2 separate regions of the Hordeum vulgare genome follow, and region 1 is linked to region 2. Evidence: chromatin contacts called from public Hi-C data. All regions are on one chromosome and are shown on one strand. Each heading gives the region's core, a stretch centred on a gene start, on an enhancer-like site or on the middle of the called end of the contact. The rest is flanking DNA. Distances are from core to core; before and after follow the strand shown.

Evidence for each region. A called contact is a pair of places that touch in the nucleus more often than the background predicts.
Region 1: a Hi-C map of leaf shows a contact between it and region 2, with 2.6 times the contacts expected there. The contact joins two enhancer-like sites.

What each region holds. Positions count from the first base shown.
Region 1 is chr3H:530,351,407-530,356,259 of MorexV3_pseudomolecules_assembly, reverse strand. No RefSeq gene overlaps it. Among protein-coding and RNA genes, the nearest start is that of LOC123444726, 20 kb to the left of the region's middle. Within about 2 kb of position 3,594, at least 3 of the 3 cell types and tissues checked have open chromatin away from gene starts, as enhancers often do. A contact at or near this core is called in leaf, where this site is marked.
Region 2 is chr3H:530,224,480-530,229,157 of MorexV3_pseudomolecules_assembly, reverse strand. No RefSeq gene overlaps it. Among protein-coding and RNA genes, the nearest start is that of LOC123444724, 63 kb to the left of the region's middle. Within about 2 kb of position 2,212, at least 3 of the 3 cell types and tissues checked have open chromatin away from gene starts, as enhancers often do. A contact at or near this core is called in leaf, where this site is marked.

The DNA.
Region 1 (4,853 bases), core at 2,345-4,844, 130 kb before region 2:
GTCATCATGGTACTCCTCTTTGTGTCTAGGTTCTGGGTGAAACCATTGTCGGTCATGGACTCGGCAGCAACGCATTGTCATGTAGCTTAGGTCCTATGGTGTGGCATGGTATTGTAACCAGTTCTCCTGTGGCCTCTTTCGGTATTGTAGTCGCATGCGTCCTACATGATCCAGTTATTCTGGAATCAATTCTTCTATATCATCACTTTGTATCGTTCAACCACGTACTTTGCTCGGTTATTGCTTTATACATAAAACGATGCAAAAGGCAGTCAAAATGTTACCAAAGGCGAGGAGCAACATGTTTTGAGGTCATTTTTAATCACTGGGCAGAGTGAAAAAAAATCTAACGGGTGTCCACTCACAAAGTAATAAATGAACTCATCTATGTTACTTCCTATGTCACAGTTTGGAAGTCACGATTAAATTTACGTGTGTTTTCATAATAGACAAGGTTTAGGACGTATTGTATTTATTCCTAGTAACTAATTAGCACTCCATTGTACTACTTCTATCTGCATGCATAGTGTGAATGCTATTTTTAAACCCATCTCACAGCCAATCAATAACCACCTAGGTTTAAGAGAATTTTCAAGCACGCCTCTAAACCTTGACGGAGCAAGTATCACATATACTCCTTTCCGGTTTATAGGGCTCAAATCTGAAATCTCATCAACCAACATGAATTATGAATGGATGGCACTAGTTCTAACTAGTCAATGAAATATTTTTTCACATACTCAATTTCTAAGGTAATAAATATAGCATCGTCCCTTTCATTGGACTTGCATGGTGCATATAGAAAAAATGCATGCATAACCATTAATTTTCTATCTCTTATCTCTATGAATTAAATATGGCGTGATACTCAAAGCACTTTAACTCAGTTAAACTCCAAATGAGCCTATTACAGTTGAAATCTGAAAAAATTTAGATGAGTGTATAAACCGAAAAGAAGGAACCATGACACTACCACTATGAAAAGAATAACATGGACTAGTAACATATGCATGTTACTAGCCTAAGTTACTCTTCACTATGACTAGCCTAAACATACATCAATTAATTTGCATAGAAGACCATAGTTGTTTTTCAAAGAAAAAGAAAACTGGAGCCTCGAGTGCTCCGGCAAAGTGCAAACACGTCCAACGTCTGGACGTGTGCGACGAGGCGCGGCTTTTGTTGTGTAACGAGATTTCCGCGATTCTCTTGTCGTTTGTTCTACGTGCTCCCACCTTGTGACCGGCCAACCGATCGGCGCAGAGGCAGAAATATCACTGACGAGACTGACCGGCTCACTCACTGACCGAGAGAGATACGGGCGAAATTTCATGTGAAAAGGGTAGATTTCTCGAGGCAGCATCATGCTCACGCGGCGACGAGCCAAGCGCAAGCGGTCGAAGAAGCAGAGGTGTGGATTGAAGGAGCAGTCCAGCTCAGTGGGGATCAGCGTGTTTTATAACTAACGCACGGGCAACATGAAAACGGTCCTAAGTTAAGCACACACGCCTTAAACGACACATCGATATTACTACTACCAAGCAGACGTGTATGTGAACACGACGATGGCCGTGGAAAAACAGTTCCTGCCTTTGGACGCAGGTGCGTACCTTTCCACCGGTAGTATTTGAGCACGAAGTGCACGTACCACCAGCGTGCAGGTGTGAGAGTGTGAGGTGAACTCAAACGCATGACCCATCCACGTCCGTTTTGTTCGGATTTTGTCTGTTTAGAGTGAAAAATGAGGTAGGGTCCGGGTCATTTTAAGGATGCGGTGGTCGTGCGTTCAACGCGCACACGCATTGTTGACAACATCCTGTCTAACTCATTTTCAAACACAAGCATTCGAATATCCACAGCTCATAGTTCATGCAAGCAACCCTAGATCACGCTAGCAACACAGCAAGCCTACACGTCCTCGCCGACAACATAGGCAACCTACACGTCCTCGCCGGCAACACGTCGAGCGGCCGACAACACAGCCGACCTCCAAAAAAGAATAGGTTTTTCGTCGGCAACATAGCCACCGGCCGACTCACCATGCCAGCCTCCAAAAAAAGAACGATCACAGCCGATCTGACGCCCTAGTTCAAGTCATCGGTTTCGAACATCTCTTTCTGTCGGGCCTCGAACTAGTTCCTTGTCTTCTCGCTCATCTTGCTCAAGTCCACGCTCATGATCGCCAGCGCCATCACCTTTGCTTTGGTTGCGGCATTGACGGCCTCAATGTCGAGCTGTCTCTGCCTGACCGCGGAATTGGCGGCCTCGATGTCGAGCTGCCTCTGTCTGGCCACCTCCTCGATGTCGAGCTGCCTCTTCTTGGACGCCTCCTCCATCTCAAGCTTCTTTGTTTGCAGCTTCATGTATTGCTTCATTTGCTCCTCCTTGCCTTGTCGCTTCTTCTCGTCCAACACTTTCTTTTGAGACATCATGTCATGCAAAGTCTCATGCAAAGCATACGATGTCGCATCACGCTTGTCGTCCACCTTGAAGTTGGTCTTGCCCCTCGGCTCTTGAACGCCTCACCATCTCCACCTCCGGCCAAGGCGGCCGCCTTGTTGCATCTCTTCCTTTGAAGCTAACGGTATTGGTCATTGAACTTAGGGCAATTGTTGATGATTTGTCAAACAATGCTGAGAGTGAATGGCTTGTCGTCCACCTTGGAGTTGGTCTTGCCCCTGTGCAGCGTGCTCGATGGCATACGCGGCCGTGGCGTCCTTCCTCTTCGCCTCCGCTCGCCGATTCCGCGCCCAGCTTTGCGATCTCCTCCGGCATGAGTTTCGACCGCGGTTTCTTCGTATCCTTGGGCGCCTTCTTCTTCTTCGCCTTGGTGGCCGGGACGACGGCCGGGTCGTCGGAATTGGCGGGGGATCGGCCATGGCGGGAGGATGGCGGGCGGAGGGGAGGGCGAGGCGTGGGACGGTTTGGGGGGGGGGGATGAAATGGAATGGGGCGTGGGGGCGGAAAGGTCGTGCTGCTTTGTGTCACAGATGGGCAGGTCAGGGAAGGACAAGCGTGTGCACCCCGCCCGTCCGTGCGGCGTCCGCGCGCGTCAGTTTCACCTTCAAATCAGATTAAGTTTGGACCGGAAATGCGGACCGAAAATGGATAAACGTCCGTTTGCATCCGCACGCTGGGTCGATTGGTGTGTCGGTTTTGCTTCAGATGGACGCAGGCGGACATGATAGGGTGGTGGGCTGGAGTTGGGGCGTTAGAATTCAAGTTTAAAACAGACTACTCACAGTATTAGTCAGGTTTAAAACTCAACCTGGAGTAGCACTCGTAAACAGAGCCAAGGTTCACAGTTAAAATAGTCGATTTAAACCTGGAAAAAGATGTAGTACATCAACCATTTCAACCTCTCATGCAACGACAGCGGCCACATCAAAGAGGCCGGCGTCCCTGCTGCAGGTTGAGTTTTGTACTACTACTACTACCCGCGACGCGCCTCGAGATTCGTGCGCCTCGGAGGAGACGCATGATTGCCCAATCATGCCCGCAGGCGGCTCCATCAATGCCCGTGGGTGGTCCCTCCCGGGCTTTACTCCCGACCGACCGCTGTGGCCGTCGGCGCGCGCGGCGCCGGACCGATCCTGGCCGTCCGTGGCGCTGCCGGACGGGCACGATGCGGTCAAGCGCCGATCCCGTCGCCCCTTCCCACGTTTGACCACACCTACGCCCTTCTCGGAACACCGCTGCAAGCCTCTCGGATTTATTGTTTTTTTTCTCCGTCTTTGACCACGCTGTCAGCTTCCCCACCGCCACCGCAACACCTACGACCACGCTCCCTCTCGGACTCGGATATTCAATATTATGCGGTTTTACTGTTCTACTCCATTTTTTTTTGCTTGCTCATGTTGTTCCTGTTTTCGTCTAATCCCCCATGCTTTATGTTAACTGCCAGCTTCAGCACTGATCTTATCAGAATCGGAATCCGGCACTGATCCGCAAGCGGCTGCATGCAGCGTGTGGGATCGCGTCGTCTGCATCCGGTAACTCGTCCGAAACACTCGAGGGTTCTTGTGTCTTTGCGTCCGTGGTACGGCTGGTCGCCATCATATCATATGGGCAGCGTAGAACGTACTGCAAAACTAACCTCTCCTGGACCAGCACTAGCTAGTAGGAGTAGTAGCAATAGCAGCCGGTCAAGCTTACTAATAATTGCGGCCAAAAGCTCGCCCTAGATCGATCGATCGGTCGTACTCCACCGTCAATGCCGGACCAAGATTATATCCGTTCCAAAGCCGGAGTACGAAACATTGAACACACACGCCAGGAATATCACCCATCTATGCTAAAAAAATGGAATCACCCATGACCCATCTACTACTAGTACGTTGCTAGAAAAATGGAATCGCCCATCTACTACGTTGCTAAAAAAAATGGAATCACCCATGACCCATCTACGAATTCCCGCCGTAACGCCGTTCCCGTTGTCAAAAGATGGAGTATTTTATGTGTGTGCTCTAGGTGTTTGTATAGGCCCGGGCTGTCTTCTACGTTCAGGGTTCTAGAAGAGCATCGTTCTGTCGCCAGAGATTAGGTAGTTTTGTTCAGTCCAAGAAAGAGGCAAAGCTAGCCGACATGAGGCACGACAACTTCGAAGGGAGATGCTTGGATGCCGATCCTTTTCATAGATGGCAAGGCTATCTTCTCTGTCCGTCCCGTCGTCAAACAGTTCATTCAAAGCTTCAAAACCATGAAAACGACTCAAAACCAGCATTTTAAAGTTTAAATACGGAAAGCAGGAGAAACCAACATGTGTTCTTCTGAGTTATTACTTCTTTTTCCTTTTTGAAAAGGCTTCGGCTGATTTCCTCCGTCCGCTCCCTTTGAAGGGAGGAGTAGCGAAT
Region 2 (4,678 bases), core at 963-3,462:
CTTCAAGTCACAAAACACCATTACCGGTCCTGATATCCTGGTTGTCGTGACATTCTCCGCATCTAACTTCATCATAGAAGAACAAAGACATGCCCCATGATGGTAGCAAATAGCAGAGCTTCGCAACACCCCCTCTAAAACCAGACGGTAGAAAAACATGGGTGCGCGTGATCAAGTTTCATTCAATCGAGCAATCTCCAGGCATGAGCCGCCCAATGGAATTCACCTGCGGAGCCCTCCGAGACACACCGCTCCTGGCCAGAAGTAGACAGTAAGCAGATCTTCGTCTTGGTGCGGGAAAAACCGACCGTTTTGGCTCTTGAGAGCATATGCTTCCTGATAAATAGTAAATTCAAAGCAAATAATAAATACATTTTAGAAAATCTGAATTTTTGTGTGGATGTTTATTTTAGCCTAACAAGCGTGCTTTATTATTTTCATGCAAACAGGATAGCGGTACTTGGTCGGTAAAAAAACAAAATTAAATATAACATTTCCTGGTAACATTCGGCGTTTGATTTGTTTTTTTCGCCCAGCTCAAAATGCTTATGATTTTTCACTAAAAAATTGCAGGTAGAATTTGAGTATGACAAAGAGCACATCAACTTTTTTTACATTTACGAAAAACATTTTTAATGGGAAGGAACATATGCTCCCAAAACCCGAATTGGATTTCCTCTAAGACCGCCTCAAAAAAACAACAACATGACCAGAACGTCCACCGACGGCGTAGCGGACATCCCTATTTGACGCGCTTTACAGCAAAATGTCACAGTTTCGCGTAGGAAAATCCAGCGATTGTTAGAATTGGGCCGGCCCATTTAAGCGTCTTAGCATTTCGGGTTTTGGATACTTTCTAGAGGTTTTCATCCGGTTTTTTATTATTTTGAAAAACTTCTAAATGGTTTCTGAACAATTATTTTTTCTGTTCTATTTTTTCTCCTTTTTTCGATTTTCTGTTTATACTATTAACTGTTTATTTTATTTTCTTTCTTTGTTTTTCAATTTTCTTTTATGATTATTTTGTTGTCCATAAAATCTTTAGAAAGTTATAAATTGTTCGCATTTTAAAAAATACTATTCCAAATATCATAAAAGGTACCTGTTGTTCAGAAATTGAGAAAAATGTTCAGAGGTCCTAAAAATGTTCAAATATTCAGAAATTTGGACAGTGTCTTTTCAAAAAATAATCGAAATTCATTTTACCTATAGAATTTTTAAGTTTTCGAAAATGTTTCCATTTTTAGGTATCTAAAAATTGTTCGCATTTCCAAAATTGTTTTGGGATTTTCAAATTGCTCTTTACTTCGAATTTTCTTCTATAAATTCTGAAAATATCTTCTATTTTGATTTTTTTTGTCCCCATGTTAAATTGTTGGTCTTGTTTTTAAAGAAATATATCAAATTTAAAAACATTCGACATTTTTATTTTTTTGTTACCAGGTTTAATTTTTGTTCTTGAATTCACAAATTTGTTCTTTTAATTCAAAAATATTCGGGATTTTAATAAAAAAATCCTGTTCAATTTTGTTCTCTAGAATTGAAAAAATGTTCTGGATTTCAAGATTTATTCTTAATCTCAAAATTTTGTTCTCTAAATTAAAAAAAAAATTGGTTTTGGTTTTTTAATTCCCATGTTAAATTGTTGATCTCGATTTTAAAGAAAAATATATAAATTAAAAAATGTTCAGAATTTTTCATTTTTTGTTCCCATGATCAAATTTTGTTTTTGATTTAAAAATGTTGTTCTCTAAATTCATAAATATTTGCGATTTGAATAAAAAACCATGTTCAAATTTTGTTCTCTAAATTCAAAAAATCTTCGGGATTTCTATTTTTTGTGAAAAATTAAAATCTATTCATAAATTTGGAAAATTTGTTATGTTTGTCAAGACTGTTGGGAAGTACAAGTTTTTGCTTCATTTTTTGGAAATCTTTTCATGTTTGTTTTCAAGTGTTATGTTTTGCGGTTGTATTTAGGTCTTCTAGTATCATGTTGTACTTACATCAGTACAACTGGGAAGTCGCTCTGGCTAGCAGCACTAGCACAAATGAGTGGGATGGTGGCAGGTTTGAATCCCACCAACTCTACTTTTCCGCGTTCACCATTTTTCACCTCTCACCGTGTGGGCCGGCCTAGTTAGCGAGTCCCCTCTGCGTCGGGTTCTTATACGACGCAAAATGCGTCGTATAGGAGGTCCCCGCGCCGCCGTCTCCTCACCCATCTCCCGATAAAGGACACCAGGCCTTGACCGGCTGACGGCGCCGCCCTTGACCTACACCTGCGCTCCACCTCCTTCCATGAAGCACCGCCGAGAGCACCTTGTGCCCACCGTCGAGTGGATGGGACGGCTGCCGCCGCAGTCGCCGACAGCAGCGGCAGCAAGAGATCGCGGCTTGGGTGTAGACTAGGGTTCAGGGGTGAGGGGGCCTCCGGAGCGGCTCGGGAGATACTACTGTTGTTTACTCTGTCTGGTCACTGGTGGCTGGATTTGGCGTGGGCCTTCATGCCTTTTCGCATGACCCCTTGAGTGTGAGTTGAATTGACGATCGCCTATGATGAAGTTAGAGTCGTTGCTCAGAGTTTAGGGATGGCGGTGACACCTCTAGGGGAGGAGCGATGACGCCTGCGTGCTGTCTTGACAAGATCCTTTTTGGAATGGTGTGAGCGAGATTTTTTCTACGTGTCGTCCAGCGGTTGTGATAGTTTTCGCCCGGTTCTTAATAAATGAATTGGACAACTTGGTTTTCGCTCGATTTTTCTAAATTAATTGAACAAATCTTTTCTTCTTAATGAATGCAGGATAACTAACATTTCAAAAAAAAAAAAAATGTCTGAAGCAAAGGATGGTTTCACATCTATAAATCAACTATGTTTCTTACAAGGATATACATTCTTATGATTCTGAATTGACACCACAAACTGCTAGCGTTATCTGCAATTTGCATATCGGGCAGGAATGCTGAAGCATGGTGATGGGGAAGATCTGAAGAGAGGTGCCGTAATGCTGAGGAACAACGCGAAGAACATGACGAGGAGCTGTGCGGCTGTGCAGGGTGATGCTACCTGAGCTTCTGGGTTGCTCGATGCATCGTTTTTAGCCTGTCTTCTTTTGGTGGTTGTTTAGTTGGTACTGATTGGTCTGCTCCTGCGTGGGTGATACACACTTTTGCTCCTGTGCGAGTGTCTAAACTGTTGGTAGGATAGATGATGGTGTTGTCGAGTTTTCGTCCTGCAGCGGGTGTTTCTATGACGAGCACCTGCAGTGGGTTTCCTGGTGATGCGTTGAACTCTCTTCGGTGATGTGTTGAACTCGCTCTCCGTTCTCCCGTCTCCACCTTATTCTGCTTCTGAAGTGTTGTATTTCCGTTATTCAGTTAATGGAAGGGGGTTATGCCCGGTTAAAGAAAATGCATATTGGATGAGAGATGAATATCGAGCATGGGAAATATTCTTGTTCCCCTTTTGCACTCAAAAATATTACCTCCATTCGGAAATAACTGACGTGGTTTTAAGTTGAATTTGAACTAAAACCACGTCAGCTATTGCCAATGATTCTGTAATGTCCATTGCCAAGTGAAGGTACCATTGAGCAATAAATATACTATGTCCTACACGTTGAGCAACAATTTTCAGACTGGAAACAACATTTCAGCAGATCACGGTGCAGAGCCAAGCCAATACATGCTGACTATGTTTTCGCTGTGCTTCTGGTGAGGCTGTGTGGACCTGTTGCAAATGGGAGATCTGATTGCTACAGGGATGATGAAGTGGTATTCAGAACCCAGATCACAAGACAAAAAGAAAGAGACCAGCTCAGGACTTAATGTAAGTAAATGTTTTTTCTGCGACATCTGAATAACAACAATGGTGGTCGGGATATAGATTGGGGTGATAAAGTTGCGGTAATACTCTGCACAGAGATCCTGCCATCAGGGGACACAGTAGGGGCTTGGCAGTGTGAAATGATACAGTATCTTGGAAGTTTCTATATGCTCCTGTTATCATATGGTCTCTGTGATAGTACACGACACTATTAACCTTGCCTCAAACAGATACAGTTAAAGATGTTTCTTAATCACAACTGGTTAATACTCCAGACTCCAGAGTGATTTTTTTCAGGAACAGAGTAGTTGCTTTGTGCCAAAGCAGTTCAAGTTTTGCGAAACAATCTTCATCTTTGATGAGCTTCTAAACTCCAGATGGCAAGGTTCATGATCCTCTCCTTGAGGCATCACAAGTACACTTTCTGTGTCTTGCATAGTTGCATTGAGTTTTCTTATTGATACTGACAGGTCTGTTCCTCGCTAAACTGTCTGATCGCAGCAATTAGCCTAAACTCCTATGCTTAGCTACGTACAAGCGCAGTATCAGATCTCTCATCAGTGGTTGGACTTTGACCCTATGGAGCACATCATCACGGCGTGGAATTCACTACTGTTTTTTTTCTTTCAGGTTATTACTTTTATGATTCTGCGTTGCGGATGTGTTCCCCGATCGATCCCCATGTGCTCGATAAAGCCTTTGAGAGCCTGTATGATGATACGTGAGGTGAGGTGAAACAATGCTGGCCCTCCTACTGTGTTGGTCAGGACAGGTCCACACATTCCTTTCCCCTTTTTCCTTTATGTCTGTTTCCCCTTTGCATGATTCCTTCCGGCCCCTATCGGCTATCGT